Linked DNA regions of Gossypium hirsutum: region 1 is linked to region 2. Evidence: chromatin contacts called from public Hi-C data. All regions are on one chromosome and are shown on one strand. Each heading gives the region's core, a stretch centred on a gene start, on an enhancer-like site or on the middle of the called end of the contact. The rest is flanking DNA. Distances are from core to core; before and after follow the strand shown. Region 1 holds the start of LOC107899818 (ENTH domain-containing protein C794.11c). Region 2 holds the start of LOC107900209 (aspartic proteinase PCS1).

Evidence for each region. Hi-C and Micro-C count contacts between places; a contact is called where the count stands out from the background.
Region 1: a contact with region 2 is called in a Hi-C map of leaf, with 3 times the contacts expected there. The contact joins the promoter of LOC107899818 here to the promoter of LOC107900209 in region 2. A contact is called at or near these places in 2 of 34 Hi-C or Micro-C datasets (both in leaf).

What each region holds. Positions count from the first base shown.
Region 1 is chrD06:60,521,127-60,524,684 of Gossypium_hirsutum_v2.1, forward strand. LOC107899818 (ENTH domain-containing protein C794.11c) reads left to right here and starts at 1,402. Exons shown (of 5, transcript XM_016825571.2): 1 at 1,402-1,421; 2 at 1,526-1,669; 3 at 1,747-1,869; 4 at 3,092-3,253; 5 at 3,349-3,558. The coding sequence starts at 1,402. TRNAK-CUU (transfer RNA lysine (anticodon CUU)) reads right to left here and starts at 578; the gene lies at 506-578.
Region 2 is chrD06:60,335,247-60,338,764 of Gossypium_hirsutum_v2.1, forward strand. LOC107900209 (aspartic proteinase PCS1) reads right to left here and starts at 2,215. Exons shown (of 1, transcript XM_016825902.2): 1 at 390-2,215. The coding sequence starts at 2,126. The coding sequence ends at 795. LOC107900467 (peptidyl-prolyl cis-trans isomerase FKBP20-1) reads left to right here. Exons shown (of 6, transcript XM_016826075.2): 6 at 27-302. The coding sequence ends at 177.

The DNA of each region.
Region 1 (3,558 bases), core at 152-2,651, 190 kb after region 2:
AGTAGAGTTTTAGGATCTTGAGTACCTTAGTGTGAGACTTATCATGTGCAATTATGTGCTTGGGTCATTGACTCTTATCATGTGTGATTGATTTAATGTGTAGTTTTAATCTAGTTTGTTGACTTTGGTCTAAATTATACTAGTTCTTAATTTTCGTACTATACAAGTTTGATTTTTCTTTGTGATCATTTGTAATGTAACAATTTAGTACTTGTGATTATTCGAACATATATTTGTATTTCGTAATTCTTTAAAAAAAAAAAACCTTCTCTAGCACATCGTAAAAGTGAGTTAAACTAAAGGCTAAAAAGGTAGTCCCATTTTAGGGGGAAAGAGAATACCAAAACTTTCACTCTTTGTTTAAAGGAAAGCCCGGAATAAAAACAAAGAAAGCGCCCACCGTGGGCCCATCGTAAAAGTGAGTTAAACTTAAGGCTAAAAAGGTCGGCCCATTTTAGGGGGAAAGAGAATAGCAAAGGAAAGCCCGGAATAAAAACAAAGAAAACGCCCACCGTGGGGCTCGAACCCACGACCACAAGGTTAAGAGCCTTGCGCTCTACCGACTGAGCTAGACGGGCTTGTACTGTTGCTAAATTGTCTTATACAAATAATCAATATTTTGACTTTGTTATAATTTATTGGAGTCTGAAATTAGAATGTAGAATAAAAGAAATAGAAGACTTTTAAAATTTTGTGTATGATTTATGTGAAAAATATATGAAATATAATGTTAAAATTAAATAAATATAAGGGAGTTATATGCATAAATTCATGTGAAACTAAATTAAGTTGACATATTAGGTATTTAATATCCAAGTATAAAAATCAGTGAAGAATGCAGTTCAAACTGCAATTTCTTGGTCAAGCAAAACCACTAATTTAACAAATCTATACCCAAATTTGCCTAACAATGCTCATATTGTCACCACATCCCATTGCATTTCTAGCTAATTTGGAAGTTGAATGTGTCCAAACTTATTTGTTCAAGATTTAGGGTGGGTTTGGATGGGCGATTGGGTGCGGTGCGGTGCGGTGCGTTTAGTTTATTTTTTGTCTCACGCTACAGTATTCTAATCTCACCGCCACCGCTATTTTTACACTAACCGCAGGTAAACGCACGGCCCATCCAAAGTCACCCTTAGAGGGTTAGTTTGGATGAGCGATTGGATGTGATATGGTGCGTTTAGCTTATTTTTTTGTCTTAAGCTACAATATTGTTATAGTATTTAATCTCACCTTCATCGTTGTTTTTACATTAACCGCAGATAAACATACCACTATCCAAACCCACCCTCAAACAAGTTAATTTCATTTCATTCTCTCAACTTTTGGTGGATTATATTATAAAAATATTTTTGACCATAAATACTTATCCGATTTAAAATAAATACCGACAAATAAATGATAATTTTCCTCATTACGTATGCAAATCATCTTCCAAGAGAGTAGTTGGTGACTCAACTGTTTTTTTATGGTAATGGAGTTGTTAAGTGTGTATATAGATACAATCCTTAATTATTTAAAGGCTTGTTCAATCCTTGATATTTCCAAAAAGAAAAACAATGGGGAGTGTTGTTTTCCATGAATTCAAGAGACAAGCTTCTTTTTTCTTAAAAGAACAGATCAAAACTGTAAGATTGGCTTTAACAGATGTTACACCAGTTGAATTGTAAGCTTCTTTTTTCTTACAATTGTTTAGTTTCAATATAAGTCCTTGTTTTATCCGACAATTTGTTGCTTTTGAAGCTTAACTGAAGAAGCCACAGATGGGAACATGTTATCACCAAATGCATGTAAACTGGCTGAAATATCAAGGGCTGCCTTTGAAGTTGATGATTATTGGAGAATTGTTAAGATTTTACATAAGAGGTTATCAACTTTCTTTCTTTTTCCTTTTTCATTCTAACATTTGAGATTATTCATATTTTGAATTCGGGTTTAATAATCTTTTAGTTTATGGCATTTGCTAGGTATAAGATTTAATATTTATAACCTTTTTTTTATTTTTTTATTTTCAAGCTTTGAAAAAAGAATCGGTTTTAATCAAATTCGTTTCGTTTTTAATATTTAATAGAATTTCGATTCAATTCTCGATATATATAGTGGTGAAGTACTGAAGTGATTAAATAGGAAATTTTCCCTTTAGCCTCTCCAAAAATTAATTTTTTTAGCTCTTGCATTAATGAATATTTTTCATTTCTAGCCCCTCCAAAAATATAAATAGGTTAAAATGTGTCAAAAGTCTCTGTACTTTTTGAAAATTGAAAATTGAAAATTTAGTCTTTATACTTTTATTTCATGGAATTTAGTTCCTTTACTTTTAAGATTTCAAAATTTAAGTCCAATTGTTAACACTGCTAAATTCTTTTTGTTAAATTCAAGTTAATTACAAATTCATTTTTTTAATTACATGGCTACCGAGTGAGTAGATTTTTTATTTAGAAAATGTCGTAGTAACAAATTTAACAAAAAGAACTTAGAAGAGCTAACAGTTGGACCTGAATTTTGAAATCTGAAAAGTAGAAGCCAATAGGACTAAATTCCATGAAATAAAAGTTCAAAGTCTAAATTTTTAAATTTTGAAAAGTATAAAGACTTTTGGCACATTTTAACCATATAAATAATGTAATTTAAGCATTCTATCATAAACTTTTTAACATTCATCTCTCCAAAATTTTATAATTTTATCTTAACCCCTAAATAAATTTTCTAGCTTTACCCCAAAATATACACAATTTTTTTTTCTTATCGAATTCTAATGTAAGGAACTTTATTAAGGAAAGAAAACCCTCATATTTTCTTGTAAATTATCATATTATTAACTCTTAGTTTCATATTTAATCAATGACATCCCTTCCTCCTGCTCCCAAAAAAAAAAATTAATATAATGTCTTTAAAAATTGAGAAATTATAAATTAATATAATGATAAAATTACACTTTAATCTTTCGAAAACTTTTAGTAATTTAATTTTAGCATCTTAAAAAAAATGGGGACTAAACCATTAGTAATAGATCTAAAAATCAAATCTCAATATCTACCATCATTTTTTTCTTATTTTCAAACTTCAACCATCTTTTTTTATGTTTCAGGTTGTCCAAGTTTGATGCAAAGAATTGGCGAGCATCCTACAATGCTTTAGTATTATTGGAACATTTGTTAACTCATGGTCCTTTAAGGGTTGCTGAGGAGTTTCAAGATGATGAACATTACATCAAGCAAATGGCAAATTTTCAGTACATTGATGAAAAAAGGTTGCTAACTTAATTTATTAATCCAGTAACTTCTCATCATTCAATCAATATATATATTTATGGAAAATTACTGTATCTTAAAAAAAAAATTGCAGGTTCAACTGGGGACTGAGAGTGAGAAAATTATCGGAGAAAATCTTGAAATTACTTGAAAATGAATCATTTCTCAAAGAAGAAAGGTCAAGAGCTCGACAACTAACAATGGGGATCAAAGGCTTTGGGAGCTTCAACAATATTTCGCCTTCAAAAGATGAAAGTTTCAACTGGTTTAGCAACAATGGAAGGTTTGGGTCTACGTTATATTT
Region 2 (3,518 bases), core at 965-3,464:
TTAACATTCGTTAAACTTAAAATCAGGGAGCTGAAGAAGCAGAGGGAAATTGCTGCTTCGGTGAAGGAGGAAGAGAAAAAGAAGAGAGAAGAAGCGAAAGCTGCTGCAGCTGCTCGTATTCAAGCCAAGTTGGAGGCCAAGAAAGGTCAAGGAAAAGGTAAAGGCAAAGGCAAATAGTTAAAGAAGGATTTTATATTAGATATAGACTGATAAAAAAACAAATGTTAAACTGATAAAGTTTCATGTCAGCCATTTTAATGGTGATATTGCTTACTGTTAATGTTAGAAAATGGTCACTATAACCCTCTTGTTTCTGGTGCTTAGCTACTATGTTAATTAGAGCTCTTCCAGAAATTAGCTAGTCGATTAGACTTATACTTGGTAATCTTAGACACGATATGAAAACATGACCACGAGCATGACTAGTTTGGCAAACACGTTAACACATTTTTAATACATACATTGTATTTCTATTTAGGGTTTTTACACATTCTTGATAATGTTACACGATGTGAAAACTCGAGCACTAGCATGACATCGACACAAACATAATAAATGCATTTAATAAAAGCTCTAATTTCAGAATTTTTAACAAGTTTTCATAAAATCAAAATATGGATTATAAATATTTTAATATAATTAATATTACAATGAAAAATTAAGTACCAATATGGTCGTACGATCAACGGTCCATCTTTATTTATAAAGATGGGCCCTGATTGGACTATGTTGGCTTCATTCTGAACTTCAAAAAATGTCTCTTCCATTTTAATCCTTTGGTGGGTTCCTTTTTTTTAAAGGCCCATCTCTAGTTGTTGACCGGCAATATCACACCTGATCTCTGCAAATCCAACCCTTGATTTCACCAAATCAAATTCCATCCACACATTTTGTTGATGATGATGGCCAATCACGAACGCTTCAATACCTAATAGATCAGAGTTCCCAAATGTGAAGCAATATACTGAATCACTCCCCTTATTCATCTCGGGTACTTGATATAATAGCCTCTCGCCCGATACGCTCATCTCGGCTCCTTGAAACATCAAACTAACTCGTGGTAAATCCGAAAAAATCGTACCGGGTGACTCGTCAACTTGGTAACATAAGTCCATTGGTTCTTGGAAAACAAAGTTCGGATCCTCAAAAACTCGTAAAACCTCTCTTGTTTGTTGCAAAAACTCGTTTCTTAACGCGGTATAAACCGGACCCATTAAGAAAGTAAATTGGGTGCCCGAATCAACCATTGTTTGACCCGCACCCGTGTGATCCGGTAAAAAAGCGGATCTTGGTAGGTCCAACATTTTGTTCCCAACTTTAATACCTTCTAATTGCACCGTATATGCAACCCGATCAAAATATGGCAATGGATCGGATATTTGAATTAAAGGAGTATAATTTAACGTTTTAAGCCACGAGAATCTCGTATCGCCGAGAAGTAAAACACCAGACGAGTCAAAACCCGATATACAGTACGAGAATTTGGGAAAACCCATTTGACTCACGAATGATAAGGACCCACGGTTCATGCCCATTAACCCGGTTGCTTTCGAATCTTCATCTGAATTCGAGCTAAAACCTGAGTCCATACACCCGAATAAAAACCCGGGTCGGACGGAGGACCCGATTACAAAATTCTCATACGCGAGAGTTCCCTCAATTGAGGAAGCGTCGGCATAAGAGACAGCCACGTGGCACAGCTTATTATTCGGTTCGCAGGAAGCGGGTACGAGTAAATCTCGGGTACGGGTTTTACAAATGGGTGAAGCGCAAGGGATGTGAATGTAAGACTTGGAAAGTTCAGGGGTAAAAACGGAATTTAAGTTGGGAATTTTTTTGCAGTGAAGCCATGAGAGTTCACTCCCAGTGTCGAGGACCATAGTGACATTTTGTGGCGGCGAGCCGACGGATAAAGAAACTGTTAAAGTAACGTTATGGTGGAAGCCAAGCTTGTTGGTGGCGGCGGCGGAGGAAAGTTTAGAGTTACGGGCAAAGGTAAGTGGGGGTCGACCAAGGGTTGTTTTGAGAGGTAAAAAAAGTGTTGTTTGTTTGGAAGGAAAAGAAAATTTTTGATGGAAAACAAGGAGGAAAATTGTCAAATGAAGCAGAAAATGAAAAGAAGACATTGATTTAGTTTTGGGAAAAGAGTGCTTTGATCTTCGGTTTTGTTTTGTACGTAAAATGTAACTGTTGTTTGAAAGTTTTTTGAGTTTCGTTTAGCTTTGGTTCCTTAAATAGTGGTAGCAAAAATCATTATTCTTTTTTTAAAAATTAAATAAAATAGAAAAATTGAAGGAAAAAAATTGTTCTATTTATTTATATTTTTTTAAAAGAAAATTCTTAAATTGGTCATACGATTTTTTTTTTTTTGAAACTCCAGCTATTTACACCTGTTTTTCCATTGCATTTTAAAAATGTTTTCAGAGCAAAAAAAACTTTTTGCATCATAAGCAATAAAAAGTAATGCACTTTTATGTATAGAAAAAAGTAATTTTAAAGTAAAATGATACTTTTAACTTTTATTTTTTTATAATATTTACATTGAATATACGGTTATTTTTTATTAAAGTATTTTTTAATATTTAAAATATAATTTATACAGTTAAATTAAAATTTATTAACAATTCACATTAATTGCTTTAAAATATTTAAATTTATATTTCTTATATCAAAATATTAATAATATTGTTTTCTTATATTTTTACTGAAATATTGTAATATTAATGAAATTTAATATTATTTAAATATATATTTTTACTTTATAACGTCTAAAATAGATATTCTTTTTCTTCTTAAAAACACATTTTAACAACAATACAATCCACTTAAATTTTAAATTAAAATTTTCAAAAATACTTTCTCACCGTACTTCTCAAAATATAATGAAAAACTAACCCTTAATATATATTCACGTATAGGTAAGATAAGGTGGTAATATTTATTCATGTTTGTATTTTTTTCCATGTAAAGTATTTTTGATAATTTTAAATAACAATTAAAATTTTTAGAATACTTTTTTATGTACTTTTTCATCATATTAATTTAATTTATTCAAGTTTTTTTTTTGGTAAAATCTTGCAATTTGGTTTTTAACCGGTTGGCACTTGGGTCGTTGGTTCACCTCTTTTTACCTTTGTGGGGCAACACTAGAGGGTTAGTAGAGGTCTTGACCTCTCTAAAATAGAAATTTTTGATTTTTAAAAATTTATGAAATTTTAAATTAGTACATATTAAAATTACATTTTGACTCTCTAAAAATGATAAAATTTTGATTTATTCCTTTAAAAATATAAACTATTAAATGATAAAATTATATTTTAGCTCTTATAAAATATACTATTTAATATTACCTAAAAAAAAATCCTAGCTTCGCTTGGCGCTCTCAATCTATCTTGTCATTTTGTCATTAGTCCCTCTGTCTTGTCGATTTAGCTATGGATGACCTTTGGGAAAGGGCTTCATGCCTTCTTCCGATAGTGGTGCGTAGGTGGTTGTCACCCCTCGGGTTTCCCGTCATC